2 separate regions of the Gasterosteus aculeatus genome follow, and region 2 is linked to region 1. The links are chromatin contacts, called in public Hi-C maps. All regions are on one chromosome and are shown on one strand. Each heading gives the region's core, a stretch centred on a gene start, on an enhancer-like site or on the middle of the called end of the contact. The rest is flanking DNA. Distances are from core to core; before and after follow the strand shown. Region 1 overlaps ankrd26 (ankyrin repeat domain 26). Region 2 holds the start of cdkn1cb (cyclin dependent kinase inhibitor 1Cb).

Region 1 (7,190 bases), core at 1,879-4,378:
ACCCTCCATCGGCACAGGAAACACTCCCCAAAAAACGAAAAAACTCTTCCATAAGGGAAGAAACCTTAGGGAGAACGTCAGAGGAGGATCCGTCTCCTGATGGACAGACTACAATGACGTCATGTGTACAGAATGAACAATGTATAATACATGAGACTATATGACAGAATGATTCAAGTAACTGTGAGTAGTAAACCAGACGCACAGCAGGACCACTGCAGGGACCACCACCATCGGATAGAACCACCATCACATAGAACCACCATCAGATAGAACCACCATCAGATAGAACCGCCATCAGATAGAACCGCCATCAGATAGAACCGCCATCAGATAGAACCGCCATCAGATAGAACGACCATCAGATAGAACCACCATCAGATAGAACCCCCATCAGATAGAACCCCCATCAGATAGAACCGCCATCAGATAGAACCGCCATCACATAAAACCACCATCACATAGAACCACCATCAAATAGAACCACCATCAGATAGAACCACCATCAGATAGAACCACCATCACATAGAACCACCATCCACAGAAGCCTGTGGGGAGGGAGAGCACAGAGACTTTAGCAGAGGGTAATGTTGGTTTACGAGTACAGTAATATGATTAATATCTAAAATAATAATGATGGTGATGATGGCAGCAGCAGGCGTCAGCAGGGCCACGGCAGGTGTCAGGAATATATATTCCCTTTAATGATTCTTTTATTGTCATGCACGAGTCTAGCATTTTTCCGGATACCGTTTGTGAGTATTTGTGATGTGAAATCAGGCTGGAGATAGAGAACGCCAGGCTGGAAGCTGCTGCAAAGCAACAGTCCAACAAAATTGAGACACTTCAGAAAGGGGCCCAGGAGTCTGCAATGGTGAGTGTTGTAAACGTAATCCAATTAGGTTATCTACTTATTACAAATACAATACCTAAGGATTGTGATACACAGAGAAAAACGTTGTCTTATAAATAGCTGACTTTTACGTAGTGAAGTCATTTTAAGGTATTCAATCTTTTTCCAGCTATCTGACTGTGCACCTGGAGGAGGGGTTTGTATTGTGGATGTAGGCTTAGTTCTTCTCTGTGTGGGTTTACCTCTGTTTTTCACCGTATAAATCGCCTCTAATCAAGATTAAATGTACTTGGGCGTTTGCACAAGCTCCTAGTCCAGAAATCAAACGTGCAGAGAAAGTAAAAGCTTTGTGTCGGTTTGGGGTTTTCTCTCTTTGGCCTCGTCTTGCTATGTGGGGTCTCTCACTCCTTTTTGTCTCAAGCTGCATGATGGATGTTACTTCCTTTAGTGTTCTTTCAAGTTTCCAAAATGATTAACAAAAAACAAGTTCAGCATGTTCAGCTATGTTTGAATAATTTTCTTATTGCTGTAGGTTAGAGGTCATTTGGAGGACTTGGTTTCAAACCTCCAAAGCAACAAGATGAATTTGGAAGACCAACTCACTCGCGAGGTCTGTGGCATATTTTGTTTCCTCACTAACAGTCTTCAGCCTAGATTTTGATGTCTTACTTTTCATCTTGTTTTCTAGTCTAAAACCTTTATATTTGAGTATCCTGCCAAATGAGGAATGGACGCTGATAAAATGAACAGTCACACATTTCCCCTTCACCAAAGAGTTGATAATCTAACTTTTTTACAGGGTGTTGTTTGCAAAGATATTTAAAATACAACCACATTTACACATGTAATCAAATGGTAGACATAAGAAAATAAGCATTGCTCAAAACTGTTGTGATTGTGACTGTGACTGTTGAAGAAGAGCAGTGTAAAGCAATATAATCTTTGATAAGCCCTTATTTTGAAATTCCTATGGGAAGTCTGCCCATTTCTGTCCAGGCGCACCTCCTTCCTACAGGGCCCTGAACAAAATTGTCAAATCGAATTGTAGTTGATTTTGGTTGTTGATACAAATGTCGATGGTTGTGTCATATCAGATCAAAACCCCCTGAAAAGAATCTACTTTATACAATTTTTTTCTATATCAGCAAAAAATATATAGTTGTCCAACGAAACTTATGATTTACACCCGAACCCTTTCTGGGAAATCAGAACCAAGTGAAAGTTTTCACTCAATTTTCACCTGGGTCTTTCTCGTTCTCAGGTCCAGAAGCGAGGGACGCTGTCTCACACGGCCCAGGACTCTCAGGCGCTGTGGGAGGAGGAGCTGAAGAGCCGCTCTAAGTTAGGACTGCGACTGGCGGAGCTTGAAAAGGAAAAGGGAGACCTAAGCACCCAGGTGATCATAATGAGGCTAGTGTTTTATTCAATGTCAATGTCAACTTTATTTATATAGAACTTTTAAAGGCCAATGGCCAAAGTGCTTTACAGGATCAAATAATCAGCAGCAATAAACAATACGAGCAAAAGTAGAACAACAAACAAGCAAAAACAGTAAAACAGTGAAAGGCAAACAGATAAAAGATCCAATACAGGTGACTTAACTCAGCCAAAGGTAAACCAGTGGGTCTTAAGGCGAGTTTTAAAAGTAGAAAGGCTCGTTGCAGAACGCACAGAAAACGGCAAAGCGTTCCACAGTCTGGGAGCCGCTACTGCGAAGGCTCCATCTCCTTCCGTTTTGAGGAACGACCCAGGAACGTTCAGAACCAACTAGTCAGCTGACCTCAGGGCTCTGGAGGGTTGATGCACATTAATATGGCTGGATAAATATTCTGGGAGCAGTCTATGCAGAGACTTAAAAACTAATAAAATATTCTTAAAATCAATTCTGAACCTAACCGGAAACCAGTGGAGAGAGGAAAGCACTTTCCCTCCTGATGGTACAATTAGCCGTGGTTTGGCTGTCAAGACTTGTTGCCTTGTTGTGTTTCAGATGGAAATAGAAAAGAAGAAAGCCAAGAAAATAGCGGAGCAGAAGAAGGCTGTAGACATCCGGCTGGATCAGGAGATGAATAGAAACACAGACCTTCAAAAAGAAATGTACAGGTGACTCCTAGCCTCCTCCTCCTCCTCCTCCTCCTCCTCACCCACGGCAGCACCCCCCCCCCCCCCCCCTCCTACTATTGAGACCCACCTACCATCCAGTAGTGTGCACCCTTGCCCGGCTTCTGTGGTGAACCAATGTGCAACTGTTGTAAGGGTCTCAGTTGTGTCTAACTGTACTCATCGATGCAGAACAAGTCCCTGGAGTCTGTTTGTCTGGTATTTGTGTGCTAATGTAACAGATGTGTTCAGGCATGCGATTGAAATGACTCCAAGGAGGGATTTTTCTTGTTTATTGCCACGTGCACGGGGAACAGACAGATAACTTGCTCTCTCTGCACCGCTCATGTGTCTCCCAACACTGTTGTTTAACCACAAACAAAACCATACAGTCCATTCACCATAATGATTCTCATACATCCCAAACATTACAGCGACATTATCACCACACGACTTACCTTCACAAACAAAACGCCATTGTGGCGGTAAGACGGGGCCACAGCAAAAAGGGGATGCGGCATATTCAGAGGGGGAAATATAACAAATATGAAAACACCTCCATAAAAATAAAATTCACACACATCTAAAGGAATTAATTATTAACAAACCGACATCTGAAAACACAAACCGAAAAGATAATCTACATTTCTAACTCAACTACTACTACGCTACTGTGTTGTGTGGGTTATTCTTTGACGTTCCTTATTCTGAGATTTTCTTTTTTAGTTTTTTTGTATCAGATATTTTCACCGTTGGTATATATGAGTTACATTTAGTCAAAACTGGTTGCAACTACGTTTAGTAGGTGAATAATTAAACAGTTTGGAATCATGGTTAAACTGCATATTTTGAGTTAAGTTGACATTGAGAAATGCATGCATATTCTCAACTTTTTCAATTTTTGGTTGAAAAGATAGGTTTGTAATAGTTACTCACAGTTTTTTTTAATTTAATTCTAGTATTTGTGAATTTGTTATAGGTTTCGTACTTTATTGAAGACTGCAAAGAAGAAGTTGCGGGATCAGGAAACCGGTGGAGCGGAGTACGGCTCTCCTATCAGCGGCCTACAGACGGACCAAGGCCGGCAGGGCCAGGCCGAGGGGGCCTTCGGACTAATGAAAGAAAGGGTCCGTCCGTGTGGTGAACCACTGCGATTTGGGTGTTGTAGTGGAAGATTTTTTCGTGCAATCAGGAATCAGTTCTGAAGTCTCTTGTGGAGGCAGGCAAGGAGGTCCCAGACCCAAAGGGAGACTCAAGGTGCCTACAACAGATGTTTGATTAGATTTAGGACGATGGCTGGAGACGTTCACACCTTCTCCTTCCTCCACGCAGCCGTGTTATGCAAATGCAAGACAAATGGGACCAAAGAGAAGAGGTGCTCTGAGATTCTTCTGCTCAGATGGTTCCCACACAGCTGGTGTCATGAAACGTCCTCAGAATTAAACTCATGATTAGCTTTAGACATTAATCTAATAAAATATGATGGCATCATTATTATTTTATTATTATTATTCATTATTTTTCATGTCACCAGCTGGACGATCTGCAGCTGCAGCTGAAGAAGGAAGGCTCCCGTCGCAGCCAGCTGGAGAAGGCGAACAGCGACCTCACGGACCAGCTGGCCTCCCTGAAGAGCTTGAGCTGCAGTAATGACCAACTGGAGAGGAGCAGGAGGCAGCTGGAGGAGGAAGTACTGGACCTGAGACGCCGCATGGAGGCCTCTCAGATGGACCAGAGCCAGGTGGAGCGGGTTCGCCAGGATGCAGAGGAGCGGGCCCGCCAGGAAATAAACCAGAAACTGGAGCAGGTCAACATCTTCCTGCAGGTATTTTATGGATTAATGTGAAGGGAGTCCACAGCTGAGAAAATATCGCACTGCCCCATTTACACAACATAAATATAAAAGAAACATCAAGAAAGGATTAACAGACTGCAATCAGAATAATGAATAATTGACTAAATAAATGACTTGTGTGTTTACGGACATCATGTGTCTATTCATACATGACGGCACACGTTTGTCTCCCAGTCCCAGGCAGCATCCCAAGAAGCACTGGATCAGATCAAAGCCACCAATGAGGCCAACCTGCGCTCCCAGCTGGAGCAGAAGATCCGGGAGCTGGAGGGGGAGCTGGGCCGGGCCCGCACCACCCATCACGACAGCCTCAGCCAGAGAGACTCCACCCGCGCAGAGGTCGAGCGGCTTCGCCATCTTTACGCGGAGGAGCTGCGCCTCCGCAAGTCCCTGGTGGCCAAGCTAGAGAGGTGAGCCAGGTTGTTCTTCACAAGTCGCCCGCACATTTCTCTCTTTTTCTCCCTGAACTGGACCGACGATCCCCCCCGCAGGGCCAACAGGCGACTCGCAGAAGCCAATTCCAAGTTGCTGATCACCAGCAGCCTAGCAAACGGTAGCCTCGGGGGGCCCTCGCTGGACGTGGGCTCTCTGGGTTCACCGGCGCACTACGGGGCCACACTGGGGCCCCTCAACAGGAGCCTTGGCCTGGGACGCTCCCTCCTCAGCCCTGTGACTGACGGGCAGAGCAGCCGGGTGGAAGACTACCTAGCCAAGGTCGGTACCGGCATGAACGGACATGGTCGTGGTGATTACTGGGGAAATTCTTTCTGGGGGCCATTTTCATTTCTGTAGCGTCACGTTAGTCAGTGTTGCTGTTGTGTAACCGGGGGTCGTTTTGTTCAGACAAAGGTTAGTGTGCTGTGGCATCATCATAACCGTTTTACGGTGTCACACGTCAGTTAATTCAGATTGTGGAGAAGAAATCGTCTACAAGAACGCCGTCTGTCATTGTAGCCACTTCTTTTGTTTCTTCCTCTTTCTATCTCTTATGGCAGCGGGACTTTACTTCTAACCTGTCTTCTATTTCTCACTCCTATAGCTGCTAGCTCAAAAGTCTGTCTCTCATCTCTCTTCTCTTCAGCCAGACCCTTAACCAGGTTTGTAGATGTGTTTAGCTCAGTGTCTGATTGGCTGCTATCCTCTTCACCTCTGTTTCTATGCCAACCATGACGTTCAGGAATTGCACATTGAAAACGTAGTTGCGGTTTTGGTTTTGTTTGTTTATTTATTTAAGTGGTCGAAATAGACTCAACAGATGCCCACAGTTGGTATTGAAATGATAAATTGGCAACAAATGTGACAACTTTTAAGGTTTAATTGCAAAAGAATTGGATGGAATTGCAGCTGCGACATGTGCAAGGAGCCTGGTTAGTTACAGGAGTGACTACACGGGATGAAATGTCAATCCCAGATGATGTGGGCAAGAATAATTTGTACTTTGATTATTTGATTATTCTAAAGCAGCTTTCAGTATCCCCCAAAAATACAGGTTGAAGAGCAAATGTTCTTTTTAAAAAGCTAAAGTGACAAAATTCCTGATGGGACTTAAAGCGGATGAATGAAGCTCAACAGGCTTAAGCTGAATAGAACCTTTTGAATTTATTAAATGTTCATGCTATACTGTATATATCATTCAAAACTGTACAGGTGCTATACAGAACCAGGAATAAAACATTTGAAATTAAACACACAGACTAAACGCGCACCACATGCTTTTACATGTTAGTTATAAATACAGTTATTTGGGTTCATGTGAGATTCAGTCAGACCTTTGATCATTTCTCAAAATGCATCTTGCTCAAACTATTTGCATCATTTTGGGTCACTGGTTGACCACATCTACCCAGGTTTTGCAAATAGCAGTTGGATGTGAAGGCAACATCTCTCCACTGAAGCACACCTTGCATGTTTGGCATGTCACGAATTCTCCTGAATTCCTTGCAGTGCTTTTTTTCCCAGCGTCTATTCACCATAGTATTGCGTTTGGCGCTGAACTATTGCAGTTTCTTTTTCAAACGTGTAAATATATTTCTTTAAGGGCATGTCTTTTCAGTTAATATCTGCTGCTATTTTCCACCGAAACATCTGTTCCTCTTCTCCAGATGCAGAGTGAGTTGGACAAAAACATTTCAAAAGAACTAAACAACGGTGAGTCAACGAGGCACAAATCCCCGCTGTCTTTAAAACATCTTGATACCTTCAACATGAATGAGATGTAACTCGACGTCGGTAACTTTATTCCTCTCTGGTCGTCAGCCGCAGCGGAGCTGGACGTGAGTGCGGCCCGTCTGTCCCCCGTGGGGTCGTCCTCCAGGGGGGAGCTGGACCCCGCCAGCAGGGCCACACAGCAGTACTTGGAGGTACTAAAGAAGAACCGTATGA
Region 2 (7,190 bases), core at 2,160-4,659, 58 kb after region 1:
AATGCGGTTTAAAAGAGCGGTTGCCTTTTTACCGACAAAAGGAATTAAGGAAAATACCCCATGAATGATTTGTTTTTTTAAGGATACAACAATTTTCTTTTTTTCAAGAGGCTTTTTCAGTTCTACGTTAGTTGAACAATAAAAGAACAATAGTACGTTCTAAAAAAGAAGGTGATAGCAGCTGCCATTTATCAGAATATCTTTAAGGTTTAAAAAAAGAAAACCAAAAGGAGTCCACAAAGCCAGAGTGTATGGTAATAATACATCTAGAATGAAGCATGATTTTATATAAATCAAAGATAATACACAGTTCTTTATTAGTTCTTTGTTGCTGGCACTACACATGTTATTTTATGAAACATGCATCAAATCAACTCCTCTGATAACACATTGCTTTACATCCACAAACATGCATGTGGATTGAGCCATCATGGAGTCCGTCCTCTGCTCCTCCATCAGCGTCTGGTACAAAACCTGTTTGTGCCCCTTCCATCTGGCAGGAGGCTGAGGTCCATCAGGACTAAGACCTCCCGCCACACCAACAGTTTCTTCCCGTCGGCAGTCGGGCTCATCAACAGAGCCGGTCCCCCACTGACTGACTATAACACTCCACCGGTCACTCCCCTTCACACTGCACATGTCACTTTAACTGTAATTCATCACTGTCATTTTTCACTTTGTCGTCACTCGTCACTTTGTCACTTGTTCGATAGTGCACTTTATTTTTTAATATTTTGTAACTTTTTTAATATTTTTAATTTTTAACTTTAACTTTATTCCCTTGTTTTATACTAACCCATAGCCTTATTCTACTAACCCCATTGCATTAGCATTTCATTTTATTTTATTACTTGTGCACTGCTGTCTTGTTGTCTATTGTTACACTGTCTACTGTCACGCACCAACCGCCAAGACAAATTCCTTGTATGTTTGACATATTTTGGCAATAAATGTTTCCTGATTCCTGATTGATTCAGATCAGATATTTCAAATTTCCCTTTTAGATATTCTGTCTTTTTTTAATAAATGAGCCTCAAATGTCAATTCATCTGATGACATAATGCAACAATTGTGTATTTTCTATATTACATTACATGTCATTTAGCGGATGCTTTTATCCAAAGCGACGTACAATACGTGCATTCAACCATAGCTATAGCTGTTTGTTGGGAAAAGGGCTGTTTCTGTAAGGTCTAATGGGATTCCGAAACACATAATTGCTATAAACAGCAGCTAACTCGTTCAGGAAATCACTCAAGGGTTCAAAACGACGGCAACTTCAAGCGTGAGTGCAGCCTGCAGAGATAAGTGTTGTATAGGTGGAGCATGTGGTTGTGGGGTCAAATTACCATTCATCTTTCTTTTGAAGGCGGCCTGTGGTGATGCCCGCAGCCCATTTTTAAAATCAGAAGGATGAGTTTCTTCAGACGAGGTGGGAGGGGAGCCAGACAGGGGGAGGGGGGTGTCTTTTGTAGCAAACCGGGCTTAAGGGTAAAGGTAGGTTTTCTATGTGAATAAAAACATGTAGGTCATTAATGGAACGTTGCCTTCGGCCCCTGTCAGTCAAGTTGAGCCATGTGAGGTGTGTGTGTGTGGCTGTTTGGAGATAAAAGAATCATATTGCTGCATTTGTCAGAGAGAGGCAGGCCGGAGGACATCACTCTAGTTGACTGATTGTCCTCGTTGCCACAATGAAAGCTCTGGGATGAACCTCCCTTTGAACGATTAACTAATGCAGTCCTCCCTGCATTTTAATGGCCTTTAAAACATTAACTGATCACATCTGTTGGAGGGTGAGGAACAGAAGTCCTACTCCAACTTGTCAAAGTAAATGTGTGACCAGTTTGAATGTGTCTAATGAGATAATTTTCTCTTCAGGGATAGTGAGACAGAAGCACACTTGTGATCAGGCTCATTAATTCGGCTTCTGTAAATCAGCATGGGCTCTAATACACTTTGTTATTTACGAGGAATAATAATACCATCAAAGTCAGCACTGGAATTAATCGTTTGTGAGATACAATTTCTTCTCTCTGCACACTGCTTTAAAATCGGCTAATGGAAAAGGCCACATGTTAGTGAATACTTCTCACCACTAGAGGGAGCTAACGAACAACATCGAGATCACGGCCTATGGTCGAAAAAGACTGACTGTTTTGCTTTTATGGGTTATGATTGGGGTTAAAATGATGTATAATCACTAGGTGGGACGGCAATCATACTTCAACTCTTGAAAATTTGAACTATTTTGATCTCTTTCAAATATAACAAAAGATATTTCATGTTGATTCGAAAGATGTAAAAGGTGCCACGAGATGAGCTGCATGAATTCCAATATTACTACTCCCAAAAGTCTTTGTCCGTCCTAACCCAATATTATACGTGCAAATAATCAGGATACAATACAATCAATACAATATGACCCGATCTTGAGCACTTATATGTGTCCTCAGGTGCTGCCACACTTCACAGTGGATTCATCCGCAGCATCACTACAGCCGAATCACACGTCCAAGCCGTGAGCACCGAACGTCACGTGGGTGAAAGAACCTCCCGAACCAACGAGTGAACGAACCATTAAGGCACTCTGCTGCAAACAATGCCATCCTAATGCCCCCCTCCACGGGGGGTCTTGCACTTTACAATTACGTGACTTTGTTAACTCTCACATGTCCAATGTGACAGCGTGGTGTCACGAGAAGGTGTCCTGTAAACAGCACGCTCCTGCTGATGCGTTTGCACGTTCAACCAGCTCGTGGTGCAGTACCGGCTTCGAGCCACTAGAGGTCACTGGGCGCGTCCTGATCTGAAGACACTGATGGTTATGGTTATGATTGTAATGGATGTAATGTACAGCAGGCCTATTTAACGAAATCCATATTGTTGCATGAATAACACCGAATACTCGGTGCGGCTGAACAATAGTCACACATAATAAGGGTGTGATCCGATACAAACCCGAGGAGCTCGCAGTGACATTATGATGGGTGAGGAAATAGTGTGTGCTGGGGGGCAATACTAGACACAGAATGAAACCAGCGAGATTCATTTTGCTTTTAAAAAGTTGTTTCTTTTCTATGAGCATTTTACATGGTTGCGATTTGAAAAGTGGTTAAAAAATATACCGTTAAGTTAATGAAACGTAAGACGATCGATCCCCGTTAGTCCATTATCGATCGCACAATACGGTGGCAATAGTGCGGAAAAAGGAGGAAAATAAAGTCCGATAATCGATACACAACCAGCAGCTGCTAGTGTAAGAAATTGATCCCCCAGAAATTGACGTTTGACGCAGACATCGAGTCCGCTCAGAGGTTCGACTCTCTGGGAGGAAAAAGCAACCTGCTCCGCTCGGCGCACAGCCAAGTGGGCACCAGGGGCCGATGGGAAATCAGGGTGGGGGGACTGCGGGCTTCGTTCGGGGGGGTTGGGCTTCAGGTCACCAATGGGAGGTGGCTTCGCTGCCTGAGGGGTCTTCGGTAGGTTATATACTCCCACGTCCGTACCGAGAAGGTACATTTAAACCGAGTCCTGTAGCGGAGACGAGAGTGGAGGAACAGAGACACAACAAAAGCACAACAGCTGACACGACGGGGCTCGATCAGCTAAAAAGGGGGCATCTTCATCTGTGTATTTTTGGCTTTGGTTTGCAAGATCTTGGAGATGTCCAACGTCCAGTTGTCGGGCAGCGTGCAGGAGAGGCTGGTGGCCCGCAGGACCTTCCCTCTCCACAGGCGCACGACCGTCTGCCGCAACCTCTTCGGACCGGTGGATCACGAAGAGCTGAGCCGTGAGATGAAAGACAAAATGCGGGAGATTTCCGAACGGGACCAACAGAGATGGAACTTTAATTTCGAGGCCAACACCCCGCTGGTGGGGGATTACGAGTGGGAAGAGGTGCCCGTGGATACCAGCCCGGGGTTTTATCAGGACTCTGTACAGAACGAAAGGAGCAAGGTAGCCGAGACGCCCGTTACGCGGAGGCCCTCGGCGGACTCTGTCCTCCCGGAGGCCCCTGACATGGATGTACTGGAGCGCTTGGCCGTGCCCGAGAGCAGCGGCGCTCCGTGCCCGGGTGAGGTTAACCAGGAGAACCGCACAGACACGCTCAACTCCGGGAGGCCAGCGCAGAGACACGTCCCGTGTGTGAGACGCAAGAGAGCGGCCGCTACTGACAACAACACACACATCACAGGTAAAAGAACACGCGACCCCTTCAGAAACCTCCCGTGTGCGCTCCTGGCTGGGCTCAGTGTCCAAAGCTCCCTCCTGTGTATTAACTGTATCTCTTCGTTTCCCGCAGACTTCTTCGTCAAGCGAAAGAGGGCTGCCGATAAAAAACCCAATGATACAAGCGCGTGCCACCTCTCCAAGTCTCCGATCCCAGTGGAACAAACCCCACGGAAGAGGATCCGTTGAAGGTGAGACGATTCACCGTATTTTGTCAACCGTTTCCAGTCCTTAAATCTGCGACACTTCTTCTTCCTTAGATGCTCGTTCGTTATTAAAAGTCACCTTTAAGCACGCGCTTATCTTATCATTTGTTTGCGTTAATTGGAATTGATTACGTGAGGCAAAAACAGTGCAGGAAGGCAGGCGGTGTTATCTGGGGGGCGGGGGCGGTGGCGAAATCGCAGTAGTAGTGATAGTAGTAGCTGTAGTAAGACCAGTGGGTGGGGGAGGGGGACGTGCGTCACGATGTGGCGGGAAAGGGCTGCGCGTAAAGGGCGACGCCCGCCGCTGAGGTCACATCTCGGGTTTCCTCGGAAAGCTGCGCCGCGTCTTTCTTCTCCGGAGCGACTGTTTCTAGAAAGGAAACATGAAACCAAACTGACCGTGTTTCTACTCTTTTCCTCAGGTGCCTCTATTTTTATTTTATTTTTTGCACTATATACCATTTTTTTACGAGGATCAAGACGGGGATGTTTCTCCCTGCTTCTTCCACGCCAGAGAGCAGGAGGAGGAGGAGGAGGAGGGAGAGGCGGTGCGGGAGAAGTAAGGCCGACCGGCCGGTGTCTCCGGCTCGGTGCGCCGCCCGGAGCACTCGGACCGGACTCTCAGGACTGACACGGTTTGGGGAGGAAGGGGAGAGGAGAGAGAGGACATGTTTGACTTCTATCCAGTACAAATGTAGCATCCATTGTTGCTTTGCATACAGCCACTCGACAGTGTTAATGTTTTAACATCTGTGCAATCCTAAATTACTTTAAAATAATTGTCTACACTGGCCAAAAGTGTAAAGCTTTATAGAGACAATAATTGTTTATTTCTGTTCTGTTTTTCTATGTATATTTTAAGTCTATTCTAACTTATAATTTATTTATGTTTCTTTACGTTTGCTAAATGCCTTGTTGATTTAGCCAAAGGGCAGGTTTTTATTTTATCATTTCCATTTCGTGTTGTTGTGATGTTTTGCAATCATGTAGCTTAGTAGTCAACACTTGAAAAACCAATTTTTTGTGTGTTTCTGAGCCGTTTTTTGTGTTTGCATACAAGTGGCCTAATTCTGTCTGTAAAAGAGGAGAATAAAACAATGTTCACTGCAACTTGAAGCCGATTTGTTGGTCTCTCTCTCTCTCTGAAACCAGTGAGTCCAATCACACTTGACTTGTGTGTTTTTGTTGATTTGATCCGTAAACACGAATCACTTCAAAATGATTTCTTTGTATATGACACAAGACAAACGCCTCGCACCCCGCGGGCGCAGACGTTCGAGGCTCCCGTTGAGGAGGAGGGTGAGGGATGGTTGGGGGGGGGGGGCGCAGGTACATCACTTTTCATCGAGCTTTGCCCCCTATCTGTCTGCCCCCGTGGCTCATGTACCTGACGGGGCAAAGCGCATTGAGCCGCATGGCAGCTGCGGGCTTTAAAGAGCCTTTCGCCCCTCGAAAGAAGCAGCAGCTGCCTTTGGATCCCCGCTTTGTCCGCACGGAGACACCCCCACATCCACCCGCACTCAACGAGCCCTCTAAAGACCCACTCCCACACGCGCGCGCACACACACACACACACACCGCCGTGGATACGTCGGGCGTGGAAGCCACCTGCCAGAGCTGGAAAAAGAGAGCTAGTAGTCTTTGTAATTGAAACAAACCATTCACACCCTCTTAGTAGAAAGAAGCCAAACGAACAAACGGCACATTTCACAACGTTATCAACGTTTTTCCTCCACTGGTTTCAATTGCTTTGACTGTCTGACTTTAATGTCGCGATGAAAATGGAGACTTTTGATGGCCAGGGTGACTTTGTCAGCTCCATGCAGCCATAAGCTGTGACGGCCTTGTTCGGATTCCCAACACAAAGCCCCTCCGGCTCCATTCTTTCCTTTTTGTTGCCATATGGCAAATCCATGTAGACATAGCCAAGACCCATTCACAATGTCCTGCATCAGAGGACAAAAGACACTTTGTCTGGCTGCTCTATTGATACGGATGGGCAAAAAATATGATAATTAATCTATGGCTATATCCAGCTAATTAACGCCCATATGCCCACGGGGAGCGGCGAGGCCTTTCAGTGCAGAGGTTTAAATTCTCAATAGTTTACATGTTAAAGACAACAGCTGTTTGTGTGTTACTTTAATGAAGTCCCGCTATGTTGGAGACTGGACACTTTCAAGGACTCAAGGACACTTCTGGCTTTATTTGTCTCTACAGCCGCGCAGCGATTTGTCCCAATAAATATGACTTTAAATCGCATCGGCTCTCTCATTTGGGCCATTGCAGCCCAGGTCATAGCTTCTCTCTCCACAAAGTCTGAACTAAATCAGACTGCCATGTATAACAAGTCATATTTGTCTGAAGGAAAATGACCTTTAAGGCGTTCATTTTTACGCCCTGAAGGACCTTTACATGTTTAAAGAGGTTCTTTAAAGACAAGTATCCCTGCTGTATGTCTGATGGACTTACAGGAAAGTGATGCTAACATGTAGACCTCATTAACAAGCTCCCTACAGTAGAATACCAGCTGCAGCTGGTTATATATATTTATATATATATATATATATATATTTATATTTAATTGGATGATCTGGATTATGCAGTTTTCACTGACAAAACAAAAGTAAAGTCGATCTTTTAATGATCATCCTAAAAAAAAGGTTTTAAAGTATTTATTTCGTTTAAAGATCAATACTTTATATCCGCACATCATTCATTTGGGTTCGATCAATTTTAGATCGAACTCATACA

What was found. A called contact is a pair of places that touch in the nucleus more often than the background predicts.
Region 2: a contact with region 1 is called in a Hi-C map of skeletal muscle, with 5 times the contacts expected there. The contact joins the promoter of cdkn1cb here to the enhancer-like site in region 1. A contact is called at or near these places in 2 of 6 Hi-C or Micro-C datasets (both in skeletal muscle).

The regions. Positions count from the first base shown.
Region 1 is chrX:21,384,518-21,391,707 of fGasAcu3.hap1.1, forward strand. ankrd26 (ankyrin repeat domain 26) reads left to right here. Exons shown (of 41, transcript XM_078082942.1): 32 at 781-874; 33 at 1,386-1,463; 34 at 2,115-2,249; 35 at 2,844-2,956; 36 at 3,933-4,080; 37 at 4,488-4,778; 38 at 4,983-5,218; 39 at 5,300-5,522; 40 at 6,911-6,956; 41 at 7,065-7,190. Among protein-coding and RNA genes, the nearest start is that of LOC120808869, 15 kb to the right of the region's middle. Within about 2 kb of position 3,129, at least 2 of the 9 cell types and tissues checked have open chromatin away from gene starts, as enhancers often do.
Region 2 is chrX:21,442,437-21,449,626 of fGasAcu3.hap1.1, forward strand. It overlaps cdkn1cb (cyclin dependent kinase inhibitor 1Cb), which reads left to right and starts at 3,410. Exons shown (of 3, transcript XM_040163668.2): 1 at 3,410-4,195; 2 at 4,304-4,421; 3 at 4,859-5,552. The coding sequence starts at 3,664. The coding sequence ends at 4,419.